Regions from separate parts of the Zea mays genome. Here region 1 is linked to region 2. A link is a contact called in public Hi-C data. All regions are on one chromosome and are shown on one strand. Each heading gives the region's core, a stretch centred on a gene start, on an enhancer-like site or on the middle of the called end of the contact. The rest is flanking DNA. Distances are from core to core; before and after follow the strand shown. Region 1 holds the start of LOC103632825 (probable GTP diphosphokinase RSH3, chloroplastic). Region 2 overlaps LOC100502415.

Region 1 (5,764 bases), core at 3,189-5,688, 1.0 Mb after region 2:
CTTATTTCACAATATAAGGCGTGCTCTCTCTATGCATAAATATATCGATGCAGTGGTATAGAAACAATTAAATGCATTTCTTGGTCTTTGAACCAGAGGTGGTTACGCCTTATATACTGGAACGGAGGGAGTAGTATTCCCGTAATCCCGTGTTCCGTACTTTGCCTTTCTGGAATGGAATTACTTCCTCTGTTAAAAAATAATTTTATATAGATTTAGGTCAAACAACTGTTTGGATTCGTTAGAGCTACAGTTTAGTTGTACTGAAGTTTAGTCCGGCTAATGTTTAGCCCATTGCTATTAGTCACTAGGCGTTTAGATACTATGGACTAATAGGTTGTTTGTGTGTTTAGTCCTGATTAGCTCATATTTGTGGACTAATGGACTAATTGTTATCCAAGAGAAAGCTAAAGTTCAGTCTCTCTATTAGTCGGCCTGGTTGGCGACAAATGAACTAAACTAAAATGAACTAAACTTTAGTGGCTAATAATTAGTCCTTGTAATTCAAACAGGGCCTGAGATAGAAGCTGAGACGAACTTGAACAGCTTACATACACAGCGTTCTACTTTTTACACACTGCATGGGGTTCAGGACAGGGTGCAACAGATTTCAGAACCCACCCACCCCGGCTGCAAGGCCTACCTACCTGCTATACTACGTATTTACAACGAATTGAATGGTACAATGGTACTAGAAAAAAAAAGGGCTACGCATCGTCGTCTTGCTACTGTCTCTCAGCAGCGTCTGGCGCCGCCGCCGCCGCCGCCGCCGCCCCGGGCTGAGAGCGCGAAGCCGCCGCGATCGTACATGCGCTGGATCTCTTCCCGGTACCCGCTGAGGGACTTTCGAGGCAGGGCCGGCGTCAGCTCCACCACGTCCCCCATGTTGAGCCTCCGGTCTGGGTCGCATATGGGCTCGCCGTTCACCCTCGGCCGCAGGTCCTCCTTCATCGGAATGCTGTAGGGGCTCCATCTCGAGCTGTTGGCGCCCACGCGGTCCATGAGATCCATCACCGTCAAGTTCGCCGGGAATTCTTGGACAGACATCTGAAATCACGCCACAAACAATCTCTATCAGATCACTGAATCGAACAATAAACATGCGTAAGGGCAGTCCAGAACTGGGCTGACCTTGCCATGCTCCAAGAGGATGACGAACAGCGGTCCATCATGGTTGCATTGGCGGGTGTACGAGTATGGGCAGTCCTCTGCATGCTGGGGGAACGGGCATGCTGGTGGTGGCCTCACGCTCACAGTACCGTCATCACTGCCAAGGGAGGCAGTCCGTTCTCTGTCCATCGCCTCGCACTGCCATGTGAGCACCCACCTTGCCCACTCCACCATCCGGAGCACGAACGAGTGCCTGCAGGTGCCCTCCTTGTACCTCCAGTGCGCCGCGAACCCGTACTCGGCCTGCAGATGCATCTCCCTCGTGCGGATCTGGACCTCGAACGGGTGGACGCCTTCGCTCATGACGACAGTGTGCAGCGACCGATACCTACAGCAAAGCAAGCAAGTAAAGGTCTTGCATTGCAGCAGGAGAGGTGGATGGGTCTCTACTGGCTTGCGGCTTTGCTTATTACCCATTTAGTTTCGGACGTGATATGTAATCCTTGAATCGACCGGTGACTCGAGGCCACAGTCTGTGGACGACGCAAAGGGCTTCGTAGCAATCTTCTTCGCTCTCAACCAAAAGACGCAGCCCGTGTATATCGTGGATCTCTTCCATCGTCAAGTTCTTCCTGATAAGTTTTTAACAAATTGATGCATGAGAGAATGCTTTACTACTAACCACTGCAAAAAAAGGGATGATTATGACGTACTTTAGCATCTTGCAATGGATGCTGTATAGGCTCTTGTGCCTCCCAGAAAGACTGTGGTACGAGACACCAGCATCCCTCAGGCCTTTATCCAGTTTATCCACGGCAGATGTGATCAGTTCTTCGTCGAAGGATTCCCTAAGTTTGGACGACAACTCCTCGTGCTCTTCCGGATTCAGATACTTGAAACAGAGATTCTCCAGCTGGTCTTTCCAGCTAGCAACCCCTAGCCGGTTAGCTAGAGGCACGAAAATCTCCATTGTTTCCTTGGCGAATCTTTCTTGTTTGGCACAAGGCAAAGCTTTTAAGGTCTCCATGTTATGCAGCCGATCCGCAAGCTTTATTAGAACAGCGCGTGCATCCGCCATTGCGAGGAGCATCGTATGCAAGCGATCTGCTTCAACTGTCCTGCTTGCCGTGTTGTTGTCACGAGCAAGTTTGCTGAGGTGGCTCAACTTGGATACCTGAACAGATCAGACAAAAAACCTTAAGGACAATGGAGCTGGCAACAGAACGGAGCAACGTTAGAACCAGGATGGGTAACACCACATAAAGGCTAGTTTGGGAACCACATTTTACCAAGGGATTTTCATTTTCCCAAAGGAAAATGAACTAATTTCCCATGGGAAATAGAAATCCCTTGGAAAAATGGGGTTCTCAAACTAGCCCTAAAAGGGAATTTCCAAAATAGACATGTCAAACCGAAGAATGCAGGCAGCCGATAACAAATTGACATAATATATTGCAGGTTGTGGTTGTGGAAAGAAATAAAGAACTACCCCATCTGCACCAAATTATAAGTCATTCTATCTTTTTGGGGGACTAAAAGCATATCATGTTTGACAAAATTTACATAATAAATTAATAATATTTGTGATGACAAACAAGTATGATTAGATTTTTAATCAATTATATTTTTAAAGTGTACTTATTTTGTGTTATAAAATTTTATAATTCCATCTATAATTTAAGTCAAACTTGAGATGTTATGACTCTGCAAGAAAGATAAAGTAACTTATAGTTTTAAGAGACAGACTAAATAGTGTGCTGCAATTGTCAGCTAATTAACTCAAATATGACACAATGGGTTGATCCACAAAAGTCGCACATTGGGTTAATCCAAATGGGTAATTTTTGTTTAGGTGCTTATAAGATAAAATGACAGCAGCACTAGATCATTGACTTAAAGTTGCAGGAGGTATATCATCATAATTGGACCAAATAATTGCAACTGATCTAGCCAACAACTTGTTGATACACAGAGGAAATAACGATGCTTTCCAATCGCAACAAATTATCAAGTTCCAAGGGAAAAGGAACACATACCCCTTCGACGAGATCGGCAACCCCAGCACCAAACATATGGAAGATGTGGTCATAGTCAATGAATGAATCATCAATGGTGTCATGCAGAAGCCCAGCAGAGACAACCGTTGCATTTGCGCCGACCTTGGCAAGTAGCACAGCAGTCTCCACACAATGTTGCAAGTAGGGGTCACCACTCGCGCGCGTCTATTCGCACAACAAAAGCAGAGACAAGATTCAGTAACTATCAGGATCGGACAATTCAGGCACTCAGATGGAGGTTGGAATTTTGTGGTTTACCTGGCCACGGTGAGCCTTCTCGGCCTCCAAGAAGGCCTTCACGACCAGCTCCTCGTGGAAGATGCGGTGGCGATCCTGGGCACTCGCGAGCAGCTCTTGGGCGTATGGCTCGCAGGCAGGGCTAGCCTCCGCGAGGTTCTCGTCGAGCTCGAACGCGAGCTCGCTGGCGCCGACCTCCGGGCGAGGGCTGGTGGGCGGCGCGTAGTCAACGCAGGAACCGAGAGCGTTGCGCACGAAGCCAGCGAAGAGGCGGTCGCGGTCGCGGGCGGCGAGCCAAGAAGCCGGTGGGCTCCGGGATGGTGAAGAGGTGGACGGCCCCTGGAACACCGACACGGGGCTGTGGTGGTGGTGATGCAGGTCCCTCCGCTTTAGCTGCGAAGACGAGTGGGAGTGCGAGTAGGAGTACCCGCCCCCGTCGGCGGGGACGCTCAGGTCGTCGGATCTGTTGTGCCACAGCGCACCGAGGTCGTCGTGAGCCGGGGCGCGGGGCGGCGCGGCCGCAGCTGCCGGCGAGGAGAAGAGGCAAGACAGGCCGCCGCCGCCGGAGGGCAAGCGGTACGAGGCGGCCGGCGGCGGGGGCGCAGCGGTGGTGCAAGGCGACGAGCCACGGGAGGCTGGGTCGAACTCCGAAGAGTAGACCGCGCCCGGCGGACTGGTGTACATGGAAATCGCGGGCAACGACATCGCCGGAATCAGGGATGCCTCCGACGCGCTCGAACTGAAAGCCGCTTAAAGCTGCTAACTGTTCGGAATCGGAACTGAATTCGGCGCCGAAACCAAAAGGCAGCACAGAACAGAATCCGATGCCAAAGATTTGACCTCGGTGAGGTGGAGTCGACGAGTTAATAAAAATCGAACAAGAGGAAGTGTTGCAAACAGCTGAAATCGGCGTGATCAAGCAGGGAATTTCGTGGGGAGGGCGAGGAGAGCAGGGAAATGGGGAAAATCTGTTCGGCTTGCGTACTACTTGGGTTGCGTCCCGTCTGCTGCTGCGTGTGCGTGAAGAGAGAGAATCTGGGACCCTCGCTAATTATAGGAAGGCGGCTGGCTTTCAAAATGCCGAAACCGCCCCTCCTCAGGAATCTTCTATCTACCGTGTTGCCGGAGTTTTGGCCGTTAACTAGTTTCGGTTTTGCCGGTTTTGTCAGCCTTAGGCCCTTAGCGATTAGGATTCGAGTGTTTTAAATACGGACCCGGAAGAAGAGGATAGATCTTTAATCCAAGGCTATTGCGGTTCAAAAGAAGAGGAGAAACTTTAATTCAAGTCTACGTATTTGCTAAACTTTTGCACGCTACAACTTTATAATATAATCATCGATATTTTAAATGTAAAGAACAGTCTAGCTATCAGTCATCTGTAAACTAACATTGAATCACTGCAATTGAAGTTTTGCCTCCTACTAACATTTCGCTGATTTTGCGACTCAGGAGGAGCCGGCCGATTGCAATGTGCTAGTAGGATCGTCAGCTAGAGTGCTAGACGCCCAGTCGGCGACACCGCCTTTCTATCCAAACGAACGAATTGGTGGCGTTACTGTGACTTCTTTACGCCTTGGACATACCGACACATGTCTCGATTAAATAAAAAGCTTGCCCTATCCAAAACCTTCTTCATTCACGCCCCCTGGCCACAGCTAATGATGCTCGATGTGATGCTAATGCGCCATTATCATGCCGATAAAAGCAATGCAAAAGCAAAATAGTAGTAGAATAAAAGACTTTCTAGAAGGTGCTACAGCTTATCCACTACCTCTAGGTTCCCTAGAGGGGTGTGGAGTGGAGTTGGCGCGGCGGCCATTTTCTAATTCGCTGTTCCTGCACTCCGGCAAGCTCCTACAGGCCGTTGCAGAAATCATGGAGATTCGGCCGGCAAAATTCTCCATCACAGGGATTATTAGGTTCCGCTTAAGCATTGAGTGCTACCTGTTGCGGTCACCATATTTGTCACTCTTTTTTTAAAAAAGAACTGACACATTTGTTTCTTTTGAAAGTATTTACCTATAGCATTATATAATCCTTTTTAATCCCACCCAGCCAAATCCCTCGTACACTCATAACTTTCACTAAATCCACCAAACAAAATATACTTAGACTTAAACACACAATAAAAAACAACGATTCAGATAGCCAGATAACCCCTCTTCATCACTCCCTCAAATTTAATGAACAACATTATTTAAATACAATACTCATATTTCATCCCTCTTCTTCTACCTCCCCGCCGACCCTCCCACTCACGTCGTTGTCGTCGTCAACCTCTCTTTTTGTGACACCACCGTTGATCCCTCTCTCGATCATCCGGTTCATAGTGTTAGCATGAGCTATATGCTAGTTTTTAA
Region 2 (5,751 bases), core at 3,069-5,568:
GCATCGCGGACTACCTGGCGGACGACCAGACCACCACCACAGCCACCGACGCCTCCGACAACGAGTCCTACACTACCGCCTATGGGGAGGAGTTCTTCGCCGCCGCCGCCGCCGGGAGCGGCGGCGCCGGCGGCATGCTGCCGGCATTCCTGGCGGACCAGGGGGACCTGGTGGAGGTCATGCTGGAGCTGGACGAGGAGTCCATGGTGGTGCGCAGCGTCACGCCCACCAGCGCGGCGCTCTACGGCGCCGCCTCCCTCCCGGCGCCGCCGTCCGCGGGGGTCCTCGGGGTGTCGCCGTCGCCGCGCCGCGCGCCTTCGGAGGGCGGCGGCCGCCTGAGCCGGTGCTCGTCGACGTCGTCGCGGATACGGAAGAAGTTCGCGTGGCTCCGGTCGCCGTCGCCCTCCCCGTCCCCGTACCGCCCCACGCCCGCCGAGCTTCAGCGGGAGGCCGCCATGGCGGCGCGCGAGCGGCGGCGGGAGCAGGCGCAGCTCAACCGGTCCCGCGCCGGCGCCAGGCGCGCGCTCAAGGGCCTCCGCTTCATCAGCCGCACCACGGGCTCCGTCGAGGCCGCCGAGCTCTGGCGCCGCGTCGAGGAGCGCTTCAACGACCTCGCCCGCGAAGGGCTGCTCTCCCGCGACGACTTCGGCGAATGCATCGGTACGGCCACACTCGACGCCGCTGCTGCTTCTTGCCTGCAGTTCACATTGTTATCCTCCGCACACGCGAGGAAACAGCTCGATCCTACTGTAATTGCGACGTCCTTATCCGCGATCTTATGGCGCTCCACGCCCAAACTGCAGGAATGGTGGACTCCAAGGAGTTCGCGGTGGGCATCTTCGACGCGCTGGCGCGGCGGCGGCGGCAGAACCTGGAGCGGATCACCAAGGAGGAGCTCTACGACTTCTGGCTCCAGATCTCCGATCAGAGCTTCGACGCGCGGCTCCAGATCTTCTTCGACATGTACTGAGCTAAATTTCACGCGCCCCCATTTCTCTTCCTTTCCCCGGGTCCCAAGTAAAGTAACGTCACAAATCGATCCGTCCCAATTCCCGGTGCGTGCGCACCTGCACTACGCTTTGCGCCCCCGCAGATTCTTGACAGTAAGCTTTCTTCTCCTTCTGGTGCCGTTCTCGGTCCCAAATTCAGGGTGGACACCAACGTGGACGGGAGGATAACGAGGGAGGAAGTACAGGAGGTGACTTTTCTAATGCTCTTCACTCCTCTCTGCATCTCTGTGTTTAGTTCAAACTGCCAGCCCCAAAAGAAAGTAGAGCACCATTAGAACCTTCTTGTGGGCACCCTGCTCTGATTACCAAACCGCTGCTTCCAGTACCAGTGCAGTGTACCATACATACTGATCTTGTTTAATTAATTAAACCTACTTACTATTTACTGCGGTAAACTATCCACGTGCTCCGCCGCTAATCCAGCGAGATGTTTGGCTTGGTCTCCCTCCTGCCACCGCAGCTGATCGTGCTCAGCGCGTCGGCCAACAAGCTGGCAAAGCTCAAGGAGCAGGCGGAGGAGTACGCGTCGCTCATCATGGAGGAGCTCGACCCGGAGAAGCTTGGCTACATTGAGGTACGTACGCGCGCGGGCCGTATGCCCTACGGGCTACTGTCTTTTTGACCAGGGGAAATTTGGGGGGGTACGTACGCGTGCTGCCGCCGGACTGACACGTGTGCTGCCTCTTCCCTGTCTTGCCAGCTGTGGCAGCTCGAAGCGCTGCTGCTCCAGCGCGACACCTACATGAACTACAGCCGCCCGCTGAGCACGGCCAGCGGGGCCCAGTGGAGCCAGAACCTCGGCGTCGGCGGCGCGCTGACGATAACAGGGGGAGGAGGAGACGGCGGCTGCGGCGTGGACGGCGACCACCCGGGGCCTCCGCGCGAGCGTCGCCGGAGCTGGGGCGTGCGGAAGGCGGCGGCGCGGGTGCGCGTGGCGGCGGAGGAGAACTGGCGCCGCGCCTGGGTGCTGGCGTTGTGGTTCGCGGCCATGGCGGCGCTGTTCGTGTGGAAGTTCGTCCAGTACCGGCGCATGGCGGCGTTCCAGGTGATGGGGTACTGCCTCCCCACGGCCAAGGGCGCCGCGGAGACGCTCAAGCTCAACATGGCGCTCGTGCTGCTCCCCGTCTGCCGCAACACGCTCACGTGGCTCCGCTCCTCCTGGGCCCGCTTCTTCGTCCCCTTCGACGACAACATCACCTTCCACAAGGTAAATTACGAGCGGACTCTACTACTGTACTGTGTACTCCATGATGTCCGTGCAAGCTCCCCACCGCCAGCCGCTTCCGCAAATATCGTCGCGTCCGACGTGGCGAGCCACCTACCCACGGTAGATTCGTCGCCCATGATGGTAAGTAACATCCAAGCGGTCGACGACGACTCACGGGTAGTCACTTGCGGTAAATATTCCGGCGGCCGATGGGTCGGTGGTTAGTTCGGCCGTCGCCGTCGGAGACGAGGCGCGGAGGCCGTGTCGTACGCGGCGGGAACGTGGCGTCCAATGATTGGCCGCCCACGTAGGGGGGGTCCCGGATCCCGTGTGGAAGGGCCGCTGCCGGCCGAAGGCTGCTCCGGACCCATGTGGTAGCTTGAGACTTTGGGCTTACTATACACCCATACTACTACTACATGTGCAGCGTACTCATCTACGGTGGGTTCCCCAGATACGCAGGCGGTAGGCCAAGTCTCCATCACATGTTCCGTACTGCACTGCGGGCAGCGGCGCGGACACGCGGTCTAATGATTCTGTCCCGGCGGTAAGTGGGGCCGTACGGCACAGAAGATCCCTTGCCCACGGTTGGGACAAGTGCGTGTGCGTGCTGCCAAAGCCCAGCGCAGTAGTAAGGGTCCAGTCAAAAGTCAGAGCCGCTTCCCGGTCGGTGAAAGTTGGCACGGACCGAGAATTGTCTCTGCAGGCGGGCCACAAGTGTCCCAGTCGCTGCTGGGTCCCCAGCAGCGGTGCCGGGTTGTTCTCTGGAAAGTAACCGTGGAGGGCACTGTCAGTCACGGTAACGACTCGTCGTGACCGAAGCAAAGACAATGACGTGCGTTTGCGTCCACTTTCACTGCCGTAATTGCAGCAGCTGTGAAAATTTTCCAAGAAACTTGATCAACTAAATATGCTTTTATTTCATTTCCTCTGATTCAGATGATCGCGACGGCGATCGTGGTGGGGATCACGCTGCACGCGGGGAACCACCTGGCGTGCGACTTCCCGCGGGTGATCGCGGCGAGCCCGGAGGAGTACGCGCTCGTCGCGGGCGCGTTCGGCGCGGACAAGCCGACGTACGCGGGGCTCCTGTCGGGCACGGAGGGCGTGACGGGCGTGGCCATGGTGGTGCTGATGACCGTCTCCTTCACGCTGGCCACGCACCCGTTCCGCAAGGGGGAGCCCAAGGGCGCGGGCGCGGCCGCCGGCACGTCGCGGCTCCCGGCGCCACTGAACCGGCTCACCGGCTTCAACGCCTTCTGGTACTCGCACCACCTCCTCGGCATCGTGTACGCGCTCCTGCTCGCGCACGGCTACTTCCTCTTCCTCGTCCGGAGGTGGTACGAGAAGACGGTACGTACGTGCATCCCCCGATCGATCCCTTTCCCCATCTGTGTGTGATGTGGATTGCGATTTGGTTTCGGCGCGTTTTTTTTCCCCGTCCGTTCCGTGGCACGCACTTGATCGATTTCATTGCTTGGGCGAGGTTAGTTGGGCGTTGCTGGTTGCGACACGTCGCGTAGCTTTTTTTTTGGGAGGGTGACGATTTTCTGTTTTGGCCCGTCGCGCGAGGGCAAAGGTGATGGTAACCCGCGTCGCTTTTTACTTTGGACACGCCGTTGTCGCGTCCGGTGCTCCCCGCCACTGCTTGCCTTAGCTCCTCCTTCCAGGAACGATGCCACTCGAGATTGTGCTATATTTGGTCATGCAGTCTGAACAGCTTCGGAGAATTACTGTTGCCATGACGATGCCACTCGAGATTGTAGCAGCGCGCCAGCGTGCGTGAAGGCCGGAGTGCCGTGGGACGTGGGGTACAGCCGGTACAGGGAGTGATGGTGGTGTCGGTGCCGCCGGAGTCAAACCGGCCGGAGCATGCTTGGCTGTTTCCAGCCGGAGACCTGCTCGGAGCCGCCGCCCCGCCCCGGTCGAGATCGTCAAGGGAAGCGACGCGTCCGTGTCGGGTCGGGTCCGTCCGGCTAGGCTCTTAAAAACACGGCAGGCTAAGAGGTAGGCAGGTAGGCAGGCAGGGTAGACCGGCCGGGATAGAGACGAATACGGTAGCGGTGGCGGCAGCGGTCGTCGCTGCGAGCTGTCACGGCCTTGCGCGGCACGCGGGCAGGTGGTGATATGCTCCACAGCTCAGTGCCGGGTGCCACGGCGCGGTGCTGACTGCTGACGTGTGGAGTGGTGGCCGGCAGTCGCCGTGGTCCTCGTCGTCGTCAGTCTCGGGATCGGCTGATCCATGAACGGGCACGGACGCATCGAAACAACTGCGCTGCGGAACTCGGGGCCCCGCCCCGCCCATCCTGTCAGCTCTGCCCAGCCGGAACGTGGGCGTGGGGGGCTCTTAAAAATCATGGTGTCGTCTTTTAAGGCCAGGCCAATTACATCATTTTCGGCAGAGGACTAGGGCCAAATTATATATGAGCTTCTGTTCCCTTCCCTTTCGGATGTGTACAGTTGTATCCCTACGCGTTTGAGTGTTTATGATGGCCCCTGCCCTTGTTGGTGGATCTGGCTAGTGTGTGCTGTTGATGGGGGCCACTTTACAGGGCACTTTCGTTTGGATCTTTGCGCTGAAATAGGTGGTGAGGATTGCGCGCCGAGGCTAATCATCGACGTAGATGGACCTTATTTAGTGCTGTCCATGGCCACGTACGAATGGCCCCCCTCCCTGCGCTTTACAGGAAGGAAGCACTGTTTTAGCAGTACGCGAAATTAAACCCTCCATCTCCTCCTACTAGTACACAAATCCAATCCATCATCCGTCGCTGGATCATGGTTTTTGAACGCGTTCTTCCGTTCCCATCCTATAAAACCTAGCAGCCTTATTACCCCCACTCTGTTTTGTTTTTTATTTTGTTTTTTTTGCCACGAGGGTCGGTTACCTGCACTCATATCGCTTTAGCTTCACCACACACACACCCCGCACGACACCCCCGAATCTGCAAGCGACGGGCGTCGTCGCATGCCTTCGCCTTTAAGCTTCCTTCCAGTGATGGGGTATGCGCAGCGCAGGGAAGCTTCTCCCTTTGTGCTGCTACGTCGTTTCTCGGTGGTGGCAGGCAGTATACCGGCCGGCGCATCTCTCCCTCTCTCTCTCTGTCTCTCTATTTCGTCCCACATTTAATTCGCGGCGTGGAGTAGAAGTAGACACGACGTTGTCAATCGATCAGCGGCGCAGCAAGCGACCAGCTCGTTTTGACCCAGACCACATGGCCACCGCCCACCGGCGTATAGTATAATGCACGGCCGCGCCACCTACTGCGTACTGCCCCCGGCAGCAGGCGACGCGACGACCCGACTCGCACTCACAGTTTTGTTGTATTCATGTGGGTTCGTGGCCACTAAATTTGGCATGGCCGTGACTTGGTGCCCGTTCCCGTCTCACCAAACCTCCCGCACTTAACAAACGCTAGTAGGAGTACTGATTAGTGGAAACGCCTTGGGTCCCTTACCACATGTAGGCAGTGCGGAGGCCGCAGCACAACGCTGTCCAACGATTTGCGGTGTTATCTGGGGACGCGCTGAGTT

Evidence for each region. A called contact is a pair of places that touch in the nucleus more often than the background predicts.
Region 1: a Hi-C map of bundle sheath shows a contact between it and region 2, with 3 times the contacts expected there. The contact joins the promoter of LOC103632825 here to the enhancer-like site in region 2. A contact is called at or near these places in 2 of 25 Hi-C or Micro-C datasets (bundle sheath and ear).

The regions. Positions count from the first base shown.
Region 1 is chr7:127,371,879-127,377,642 of Zm-B73-REFERENCE-NAM-5.0, forward strand. LOC103632825 (probable GTP diphosphokinase RSH3, chloroplastic) reads right to left here and starts at 4,439. Exons shown (of 6, transcript XM_008654556.4): 1 at 3,426-4,439; 2 at 3,147-3,332; 3 at 1,824-2,284; 4 at 1,584-1,742; 5 at 1,132-1,498; 6 at 456-1,047. The coding sequence starts at 4,109. The coding sequence ends at 736.
Region 2 is chr7:126,372,358-126,378,108 of Zm-B73-REFERENCE-NAM-5.0, forward strand. LOC100502415 reads left to right here. Exons shown (of 14, transcript NM_001365550.1): 1 at 1-660; 2 at 804-963; 3 at 1,150-1,198; 4 at 1,471-1,584; 5 at 1,711-2,217; 6 at 3,157-3,570. Among protein-coding and RNA genes, the nearest start is that of LOC100502415, 3.3 kb to the left of the region's middle. Within about 2 kb of position 4,319, at least 18 of the 20 cell types and tissues checked have an H3K27ac peak or open chromatin away from gene starts, as enhancers often do. A contact at or near this core is called in bundle sheath and ear, where this site is marked.